Regions from separate parts of the Pan troglodytes genome. Here region 1 is linked to region 2. Evidence: chromatin contacts called from public HiChIP or PLAC-seq data. All regions are on one chromosome and are shown on one strand. The core of a region is the stretch at or near the end of the contact, and the rest is flanking DNA. Distances in the headings are between cores, read along the strand shown.

Region 1 (5,516 bases), core at 2,846-5,345, 510 kb after region 2:
GTCCTCGTTAAGTGGAGTCTGGCAGGCTGCCGGAGTGTTAGTGGGTTCTGGGAATGCCAATATATTAACCAGAGGACTTTTTGCATACCCTTTAGAGTTTTTATTCTAGAAAAGTCAACCATTTGGCACGGTGCAGCATTATTTTTGTCCGGGAAAGCTCGCAGCTGCCAATCAAGGGAGAAATTATATCTATGTTCTTTGTAATCTCCAAGACCTAACTGGAAAACAAGCTTGGTGGAAAGAAAAGTCTTCACAAAAACAGCTTAAAAGGCCAAAGTACCATTTTTAGTGAGAACTCAAAAGAAAAGCAATCCATTCTTAAATCACATGGATATGTGACAATACAGACATCATTTTCAATTCCTCCTGTGATGGAAAAAAATGACATTAACTGAAAATTCAAACCCAATATTTTCAGCATAATTAATAGTACAGGTACTAGCTTCAGTCCTTTCTCTGCCTAACAATGAAGCAAACAATGCCCCCAAAAAAATGTCCCTAAAAGGTGGCAGGTCTTGTGGCCTAAATTTTCAAATAGTAGACAGAACCTTTGCATTCCTATTTTGAAACTTAAGATTCATCTTCCATGTACACCCATAATATAGGTCAAGATGTAATTCTAAACTAACACAGTTCATATAGGCAGAAAGTCTCTTTGACATCAGAAAATAATGGCTTCCAGGAGATATTTTTCTGAGACCTAAAAAAAGGAAGGAACAGAGGGAGAGAGGGAAGGAGACAGAGAGGAAGGAAGAAAGAAAAGAATAATTTTGGACTACATAGCAATTTTGCCACTATTCATATTTAATATCCACGTGCCGCTATACATTCTGTTAACTATTTCCAAAAATTTTTCCAGGTTAATATGGTACGCTCTTCTTTTACAATGTTTTATCACTTCTTGAGGGATAACATTTTTCCTTCTCTATTAACTCTTACACAGAAAGAAGGACACACCATAGAGACTGGATAAGCCCAGATTCCAAAGAAAGATGAGAAGAAACATGGCAAGGACTACCAGAAAGATCAGAGCAGTCTACAATTTCAAGAATTCCTGCCCAGGGCCCTGAGGTGGCTTTGGTTTTACATAATGACGTAGAGCAGTCACCTCCCACCCACCACAAGGAGACTTTATGCTGGCTACATGCAAAGACGTCAGGAGCTCAGGGATCTCTGCTGGACTGCCTGCCAGAAACCATGCACAAGGAGCAAAAGTCACTCTCCTCTGACTGTGCTTCCCTATCAGTCAGGGAGGTTACCCCTGCAGCAGCCCAGTGCAAAAACAGAGAGCGTCCCAGGAGCTATGAGGCTGGTCTGCCAGGCTGCTAAGTCAACCAAGACTACAGCACAGTCCCAAACTGTAAACACCTCTGCAGACGGGCCCTTGCTCTCCGCGTGCCAGGCAAGAAAACTATTCTTAGAACACTGTCAGCAGTTGGGGGAAAATAAATATTTGTCTATGTATGTATATACTCCAGTGGGAGTGGGGTGGGGTGGAGGAGTCTCAAATAATGTGCCAACAAATTGGCACAAAATCCCTTAATAAGCAGCTGGCACTGGCTGCGTTCCACTGCAGGATTGTGGTCTTGCAAACCAAGCCCATGAGAGGATTCAAGAGACAGCCCTAAAAACCTGCCGGGAAGAGTCTTCTCCAATGTAAATACAAACCTACACGAACCAGGACCATGGCCAACAATGGCAAGCCCTTCCAAGGGTAACAGCAGAATGTTAAGAAATTAGAGAGGTCTTTTAAAACAAGGGAAGAAGGTAGCTACAATTCCATTACAGCAAATCCCTTACTGGCATTTACATTCCCAGCCCTAATTCCTAACACTGTGTTCAATGTCAATAGCAAAATGAAGCTCTTAAAAAGAATTAAGCTTTCAAAGATCATAAGGAAGTTAGCCCCCTGTTTTAAAAAGCACTGCTTAGAAAGGTCCATCAAATAACATTTCAAGGGTTGATGGGATACCAAATATAATTCAACAAATATACATGGGTAATATTCAGACATCCTCATTTGTCTATGTAATGACTCAGATTTGACACTCTGATCCTTGACTGAACACAAAGACTATATTCCAGAAGAATTGTGCAGAGTACAAAGGGAGAGTTACAGATGACAACACACTCGAGTTAAAGACTAGAAAAGACAATACTCATATACAGAATGCAGACATGACTTGATGCAATGGCAGTCTCCCTGTGCAGACTTTGCAGAACCTTCTCTGTCATTCAATACTCAGTCCTGAAGCTCCAGGGGAGATACAGAGAGGAGGATGCCATTCTTGGCTAGCCAAACCGGCAGAAAGGGCCGTTTTTAAAGGGAAGCTTCCCAGCACTAGCCCTTCGAGAAGGTACCAACCTCCTTACCAGCCACAGGACCCTATTTTTGAGAGTCAATGCTGCTCACCATCTCTATCCACCTCTACTGCAAATAACTTACTAATACTAGCGCTCAGAACCCACATTCTGTGCAGCTACTCTTACCTCACATCCTACAATGCCTAACACATAGTAGGCCCTCAATAAATATGTATTGCAATGGTAATTAACATTTAGAAAGCAGCGCTGGTCCGGGATTGAGAAGATGCCAAAATAATTAGAAAAGAGAAAAAGAGAAGGGAATAGACCAAGACACAGAGGAAAAGAAAAGAAGCAAATCAAAATTATCTAATTCTAGCTAATTAAAAAATTTTGGGGGAAAAACAAAAATCATGCTAGTTCATGCGGCTATGGGCACACAGCAATCATTCCTGTGCCTGGGCAGAGCTAAGGAGCCCTGCTCGCTTTAAAGAGCTTCTAGCTGCCCTGACTGGCGACGAGGTGTCCCTCCAGGTAGGTGACCCAAGAACGCTGTGCTCTCGGATGCGCCTTCCCCCAGTGCCGCCCACCCACCATGTGTCCCTGTCGTCCTGAAAACCTCTGCCTCATCGGGAAACCTTCTCCTTTTCCAATTAAAAAAAAAAAAAAAGTTTAAAAACAAGCAAATGCCCTCTCCGCCACGATAGCGATTTAACCTAAACCGAACCCACTGTCTTCCACCGGTGTACTCACAGGGCGCGCCCCCAGGCCCACCCGGGGCGGCGCACCGGGCAGGGGTCCCGAGGAAGCTTCCTAAAGGCTGTGCAGGGCAGACCCCTTCACAAAGGCAAGTGCCGGGCCGGGCTGGGTGCTCGTCGCTTCCTGTTTATTCCACGGTGAGGGGCAGAGAGAAATTCAACACACGCCTGCTTCCTCCGGGGCTCGGAGACCCAGCCTAAGTGCAACAGCAGCCGCCCCAGACAATCGACTTCCCAGCCAATGCCGGGAGCTCCGGGCGGTCCCGCGACCGACGTCAACGCGCGCGGGGGGACCCGGGGGGACGCCGGGTGAAGCGGGCCCGAGGGGCCGGGTCCGGGGAGCGCACGGTGCAGGATGCGGGACTGAGGGGCTGCGGGGCTTGGCCCGCCCCCTCCTTCCCGCAAACTCCCCGGTCAGGTCCTGCAGGATCTTCCCGCTTCCCGCTGACCTCCAGTCTCTGCCCGCCACGGCTCGCCGAGGCCTAGGGGCGCGGAGACAGTTGGGGCTACCATCCGCGCGCCCATCCTGGCCTCCGGGCGGTGCAGTATTCAGTCTTGCAACCGCGGGACACCCTGCGCCCCAGGGCACCAGGAAACAGAAAACGGGGTGGGGGTCGGCGAAGTCCCTCCACCGGCGTAACCCCGCCCGCGGGCCAGCGCCGGACCCCCGCCGTACCCACCGGCAAGCCCACCCGGACCAAGCCTCACAGACCTCGCGCGCTCGGCGCCCAGCTGCTCCCTCCGGCCCCAGCCGACGGCGCAGGCTCGCGGACGTCCAGTTCCCAAAGCGTCCGGTTCCCGAGTCCCCCGCCCCCCTCCGCCACCCCTCCGCCACCCCTCCCTCCGGAGCGCAGCGGTTAACTTGGGCCAGAAGCCGCGACCACTGCGGCCACCTCGGGTCCGCACTCACCTGGGCCGCCCCCCCGGAGCGGAGGCGGGGACTGCCCGCAGTGCGGCTCCGCGGCCACCGGCCCTGCTGGCCAGGGGGAGGGGCGCTGCGCGGGGCGCGGCAGGGGGCGCGCGGCGGGCCGGCGGGGAGCGCGGCGCGCCGGGGTTCTTTAAGAGCTGAGGACCTCACCCCCGGGCCTCCCCCGCGCTCCCCGCCCCGCTTCCACTTTCCCAGGCACCCGCAGCCTGTCTGGCTGCAGCGGCGGCAGCGGCTCCGTGGCTTGCAGGGGATCCCCGGCCGGCCGCGGCGGCGCGCGGAGCGGGCAGGGCCAACGCACTCGCCTGCTAATCCCGCCGGGCCCGGTCCGCAGCCTCAGCGCGGGGAGAGAGGGGACGCGGCGCTGCGGCCGCCGGGGAGGTGTCCCGCCTCCAGTCGCCGGAGGGGGGGAGTGTCCCGCCTCCCGCCGCCGCCGCCGCCGCCGCCGTCTGTCTCCAGCCGTGACTGCGCGCCGCGGCTGTGTCTGTCTCCAACTCCTCCAGTCTCTCCTCCTCCTTCCCACTCCGCGGTGGGGACCCGGCGCGCGGCCAGGCCGCGGGGACCGGGGCCGCCGTGGCGGGGCTCAGGGGTCCCCGGCTCACAGGCTGCGCCGACCCCTGCGGGGGGCGGGCCCGGAGGCCGGGGGTGGGCAGTGGGGGAGGCGCGCGGGCGCCGAGGCCGCGGGACCCGGGGCCGCACTCCCGCCCAGGGCTCGGGCCCGCGTGGCGCGCGCCCACCGCCGGCCGCACGGGGAACTCCAAGCCGAGCGCAGAGTACGCGGCAGGGGCGCCCGGAGGAGCCGGGTCGCCGCCCGCAGGCGGGGGGCGGTTTCGGGACGCTGGGGGCGCGTTCCAGCACAGAGTACCTCGCGGGCTGCGTGTGCACCACGGGCCGCGGGACCTCGGGCAGCCGCCTAGAGACGTGCAGTCGGGCGGCAGGACACTTAGTAGGACGGATCAGTGCTCGGGGAGCCTTGAGGAGCTTGAGGCGCCTCCGGACCCCACCTGGTCGCCCCCTTAGTATCCTGCCCTCTTTAAAGGAAATGGCTCTTGCCTAGAAGGTCAGATGGATTCTTCGCGCTGTGACCCTTTCTCCTTGAAGGACCTACACCTCCTGTGAAGACCATTTCGGACTTCACCTCCACCTGAGTGCAGACAATATGCCATTTTGTTCAGAAGTACACGCGATGCCTCCAGCCACCCCTACCATGTTTGATGGGGGATTGGTTACTGCCAGAGCATATGGGCATTTTAACCTAATTTTATTGCAGTCACCAAAATTAGTTCGCCTCTGCCAAAATTAACCCCCCTGCAGACATATCAAAATACTACACTAAGCAGGGGTTTCAGGCTGGGTTTAAGATAGATGCAGCTGATTAAAGGAGTGAACATTTTCAACTGTCCCCACACACCCCCCAAAAAGTTGTCCAGTTCATATTTCCATAATGTCAGAGAAATGAATCTTTTGAAACCTACGTTTTGTCTAATTTGTCAGTGACTTTTTAGTTAGTGAAATGTTGGCTGAATTCA
Region 2 (5,218 bases), core at 467-2,966:
CAAGGCTCCGTCACAAAAAAAAAAAAAAAAAAAAAAAAAAAAAAAAAAGATGCTGATGAGGATGCAGGATGCAGAAGAGGGGGAACACCTGTACACTGTTAGGGAGAATGTAAATTAGCACAGCCACTAATTTACATACTGGGAAAAGTATGATGGAGGTTCTTCAAAAAAACAAAAAATAGAACTAGTGCTATTGAGATGAGTTTCTTCTATATTCTGGTTGTTAATCCCCTGTCCGATGAATAGTTTTGCAAATCTGGGTACAGATCCAAAAGAAGGGAAATCAGTATATCTAAGAAATATCTGCAGTCTCAAGTTTATTCACAATAGTCAAGATATGGAATCAACCTAAGCGTCCACCAACAGATGAATAAAGATAATGTAGCATATATACATAATGGAATATTAGTCATTAAAAAGAATGAAATCCTGTCATTTGCAACAACATGGATGAAACCGGATGTCATTATGTTAACTGAAATAAGCCAGGCACATGAAGACAATATCATGTTGTTACTCATGTGGGAGCTAAAAATGTGTACCTGATGGAGGTAAAGAGTGGATTGGTGGTTACCACAGACTGGGAAGGGTAGCAGGAAGAGGAGCGGGATGAAGAAGAGAAATTGGTTAATGGGTACAAAAAACCCCAGAAGAAATAAAATCTAGTGCCTGATAGTACAGTGGAGTGGACACAGGTAACAATAACTTATTGTGTAGTTCAAAATAGCTAAAAGAAAAATTGCAATGTTCCCAACATAAAGATAAATGTTCGAGATGACAAATATCCCAATTGCCCTGATTTAGTCGTTACACATTGTATGCATGTATCAAAGTATCACCTGCATCTGCAAATATGTGCAACTTCTATGTATCAGTTTAACAAATTGGGGGAAAAAAACCCCAAACCAAACTCAAAGTGGAATAATGAAAACACTCCATAGGGAAGAGAGCTGTCCCTCAGAATCTTCAAGAAGAAAACTTCGGGAGGTGGTCGACTGACATGGAGATGGACACGCGATAAATAACCACACGAACATTTCGACCCGGCTTTCCAGTCACACCTCCGAAGCAAGCTATGTCTCTGCGTCATTTCAGCTCCTCAGGGTACGAGCGAGCAGGCCGCCAGGGCCGCCGGGATAAAGCCCAAGCGGGATAAGCTCTAAGCCCCGACCCGCCCGCTTGACCCTCTACTACGGGGCCCGAGTGGACGCACAGAGGCGAGAAGGGACTTCTCCAGCCGAGTTCACCCCCTCCGTCATTAGCGCGGCCTGTTACTCAACCTCTGGATCAGGTTTCCGAAGCGCCGCTGAAGACAAACCTGCGGACCCCACGCCCCTCCCCAGCACGGCCCTGGGGCGCGAGCTGGAGCAGCTCTTCGAGCTGCTTCTCCCACCCGGGCTCGCCCAGTCTGGAGGAGGAACAGCGCCCGCCCACCCCAAGGAGTTCCCATTTTGCTTGGGACTGAGGACACAAGGCAATAGACCCACGCGTTGGGTAGTGAAGCACAGGGCTAATGCGAAGTGAGCCCATGTCAGGGGTGGGAGTGCCAGTTCCACCCCTCCACGGCGGCCGAGGGACAAACACAAAGAAAGGAAGGGCCGGAGTTCCAGCCATCACACTCACCAGCACAGCCAAACGCGATTCTGTTTGCGGAAACGGCGGCCCGCGCCACGCGTGTCTGCTTACGTCACTTCCGGAGATGCGAGAGTCACGTGGCGACGGTCAGGCGAGAGTGCCGCGACGCACGTCCTCCGCGCCGGAACTACGAGTCCCGACGTGCCGCGCGGGGCATGCAGAAGCTTCACTGAGCGGGCACTGGAGGTCGCGAGCACGTTGCTAGTGGGCGCGGCTGGCGGGGCCGGGGGCGGTAGGGGGCTAGCGTCCGGCTGAGCCCGGCGGGTTCCTGCACGCGGACCCACGCTCTGTCGGGCTGCTCTGCTGAGTGACACCGCCGTGGCATCCGAGGAGCTGTGGTCCAGCCTGCGCGGCGGGAAGCGGCGGCGGCGGCTCCAGCGTCCTAAGAGGTAGCATGGGCCCCAGGCCTCTGTGGGGCAGCGGGAGGGGTCTAGAGGGCACCTTCAACCCTGGGCGTGTGTCCGGGAGCTGACTCGCGGCGCGAACCCGGCAACTGCTCCGCGTGCGCCGCTCTTCGGGCTGTGGCAGTGTACGACTGCCAGACGGGTCGTCCACACTCGCCGACCCCACAGACCCCGGCGGCCGAGAGAGGTCCCCCCGCCCTTCCGGGTCGAGCCAGTGTCCTGGCAAATCTTGGTTTGGGACTGTTTTTCAGCCTCCTTTGCTGTAACCCTTCACCGTGTTCTCTTCCCTTCTTCCGAAGCCAGTTGAAGAGGGGCCCGGAAGCGCCCGCGTTCGGAATGGTTTTTTAAATTAGCAATTTCTTATTAGGGACTGGCAGACTGGTCCTTACCGCCGTGTTTGGGAAGCCACAAGAGGCCATTCTTACCTGTTAGATTCTGAGAAAAGGGACAGCCTATACCTCTTATTGACAAATACCTAAGGATGCATTAGTCTGCGTTGGCTGAACTTGGCATGGTGTGGTTTGGGGGAGACAACACACTTTTTTTGGCCATCACCCCAGATTTCTACTGGGGAGTGAAAGCGCCTACTGTACTGAAACTCGAAAGCTCCATAGTTGAGGACTTTCAACCTGAGATCAGGGTCAAAACTACCTGTGGATAGATTATTGAAGCGTGTGCATATTAGCGTCGTGCGTCAAGTCCCCACCTTCCAAGGTTGTAAAACTGATCAGATTTACAATCCGTCTTGACTTACTCTTTACCAAAATTGATCCATTTAAAACAGCTTTGAAAATGTGCTTTACCAGCCTGCCTTCTTGTCAGTAGGCACAGGTATGTTAATGAATAGACCTGGCTTTGGAGAAGGCAGCATTTGCAGCGTCGTGCTTTCCAATCTAATCACTTCTAAATTGTGGGCATTAGCCCGTTTGAGGTTACAAACTTTGAACCAAGAATGAGGCCTATTTTTCACAAATAAGGATGACCCATCAATTTCTGATGACTGCTTGTATTTGTTATTATATGAAATGAGGTAAGTTGAGAATTAATCTCATTTCATGAATATTGACAACTGCAAAAGTGTAGGTCTTACAGATCGAATGCGTTATAGGCATATACAAGCATTAGAACCAGGCAATTACAGTCCCTGTTCCTGATGCTTAAGTTTCTTGAGATAATTGCTGTTGTAATTTTACAGAAAATGAGTGTAATTTTGACTTTTAAAAACATGTTTTAATGTTTTTAAACACCGGGTGCAGTGGCTCACTCCTGTAATCCCAGCACGTTGGGAGGCCGAGGCGGTTGGATCACGAGGTCAGGAGTTTGAGACCAGCCTGGCCAACATGGTGAAACCCCGTCTCTACTAAAAATACAAAAATTAGCCAGGCGTGGTGGCGCGTGCCTGTAATCCCAGCTACTCAGGAGGCTGAGGCAGGAGAATCGCTTAAACCCTGGAGGCGGAGGTTGCAATGAGCCGAGATTGCGCCGTTGCACTCTAGCCTGGGCGACAGAGCAAGACTGTCTCAAAAAAAACTAAACAAAACAAAAAAGTTATTAGATTAAAAGCCTCTTAACTATGTGTTTATGAAAACTCCACGATGATGGGATATATAGAGATTACATTTTTCAGTTTTTATAAAACTTAACTAGAAGTCGTGTAAATTCATTTGAGAATTGAGGGGAAGGATTCTTGAAAGCAGTTAATGTAAGTAAATGAGCCAGATAAAAATGATTTTAAAGTTACCATTGGTGTTATTTTTCCCTCATTATTGCCTGAGTAATCTCTGGTTTTCTGGACATTAAAATAATAATAGCTAATACTCGAGTACCTTTTAGGTGCCAAGGTTAGTGCTTTATTCATTTGCACTCGTTTAATTCTAACCGAACCCAGTGGTATAGTTATGAGTGTTTGTTTTACAGATGAGGGTTAAGTAACTTGGCCAAGATCATGCAGCTTGTTAAGTAGTGGGATCAAGATTTGGACCCAGGCAGTCTGGCTGATTGACCAGACTCTGCTAATAATGAAACAGTGCTGGCTAGAAGATCATACTCAGAACTGGACGTTGCCTAGCAAATAGTAGATTTTCAGAAAGTGTTTTGATACTTCTTAATGCCTGGGTTATGATGTCCCAAGAGAAAATAGTTAGATAAGGATGTTATCTTGCTGGAATGTGAGCTCCACCAAGACGAGGAAAGGACCTGCAGGATTTATTTCAACCCATTTGTAAGAAAGTGAGAGCACTTCTCTCAGAGGTGTAATTTTAAAGTGTAATTTCTGTTGTAGAGTTGAAGATCATATTTTTGAAACATAGAGATTGTTTTAAAAATGTAGAAACAATGTTATAGTTTCCTAAGATAGTGTTCTGTGAAGAGAGGTGGTTCATGGAAGCTTTGTTGCTCCAAATAGTTTTGGATGAAGGACTTTTCCTCTGTTCCACTCAGGAAAGTGTTCCTACTGAAATTTCATTGTCTTTCTGGAACAAATAAAATATTATTGTTTAAAAGGTTTTTCCTTCAGTTGAAAATAAGATTTTGTTGAGTAATACCGTGTGTGATGATTAGTTTTATTATGTCAGCTTAGCTAGGCTATAATACCTAGTTATTTAATCAGATACTAGTTTGGTTGATGCTATGATGGTATTCTGAAGACGTGGTTAACATCTATAATCAGTTGACCTAAACTAAAGGATATTACCCTAAATAATGTGGGTGGACCTCATTCAATCAATTGAAGGCTAAAAAAGCCAAAACTGAAGTGTCCTGAAGAAGACAGTATTTTCCTCAAGACTGCAGCATCAATTCCTGCCTAAGTTTCCTGTCTGTAGATCTACCCTACACATTTTGAAGTTGCTATCCCCTACAGTTGTGTGAGCCAGTTCCTTAAAATACCAATATCTCTGTATCTGTCTATATGTAGATGAAGATATTTATGTTTTTATCTACATCTATATATTTTTTCCTATCAGTTCTGTATCTCTGTAGAGCCCTGACTGATTCAAATTCGGGTGCTGAGAGTGCTTCTAGTGAGCAGAATCTTAAGGATGAGTTTTCTGAATTGATTATAGTGTTTCTGGAATTGGTTTTCCAAACTGATCAGATTCAAAGGCAATAATGAGTATTCCCAGTAGAAAAGAGGGCTCTGATAGTCCCTGGTGTGATATGGCAACAAAGATATGCAAAAG

The links. HiChIP or PLAC-seq counts read pairs in DNA pulled down with a chosen protein or histone mark.
Region 1: an H3K4me3 HiChIP or PLAC-seq map of stem cell-derived excitatory neurons shows a contact between it and region 2, with 7 times the contacts expected there. The contact joins the promoter of LDLRAD4 here to the promoter of RNMT in region 2. A contact is called at or near these places in 1 of 7 Hi-C or Micro-C datasets (stem cell-derived neural progenitor cells) and 1 of 1 datasets of contacts at active chromatin or transcription factors (stem cell-derived excitatory neurons).

The regions. Positions count from the first base shown.
Region 1 is chr17:17,684,459-17,689,974 of NHGRI_mPanTro3-v2.0_pri, forward strand. It overlaps LDLRAD4 (low density lipoprotein receptor class A domain containing 4), which reads right to left and starts at 4,096. Exons shown (of 8, transcript XM_054672297.1): 1 at 3,973-4,096.
Region 2 is chr17:17,178,671-17,183,888 of NHGRI_mPanTro3-v2.0_pri, forward strand. It overlaps RNMT (RNA guanine-7 methyltransferase), which reads right to left and starts at 1,717. Exons shown (of 11, transcript XM_001171256.5): 1 at 1,624-1,717. It overlaps FAM210A (family with sequence similarity 210 member A), which reads left to right and starts at 1,815. Exons shown (of 4, transcript NM_001280234.1): 1 at 1,815-2,024.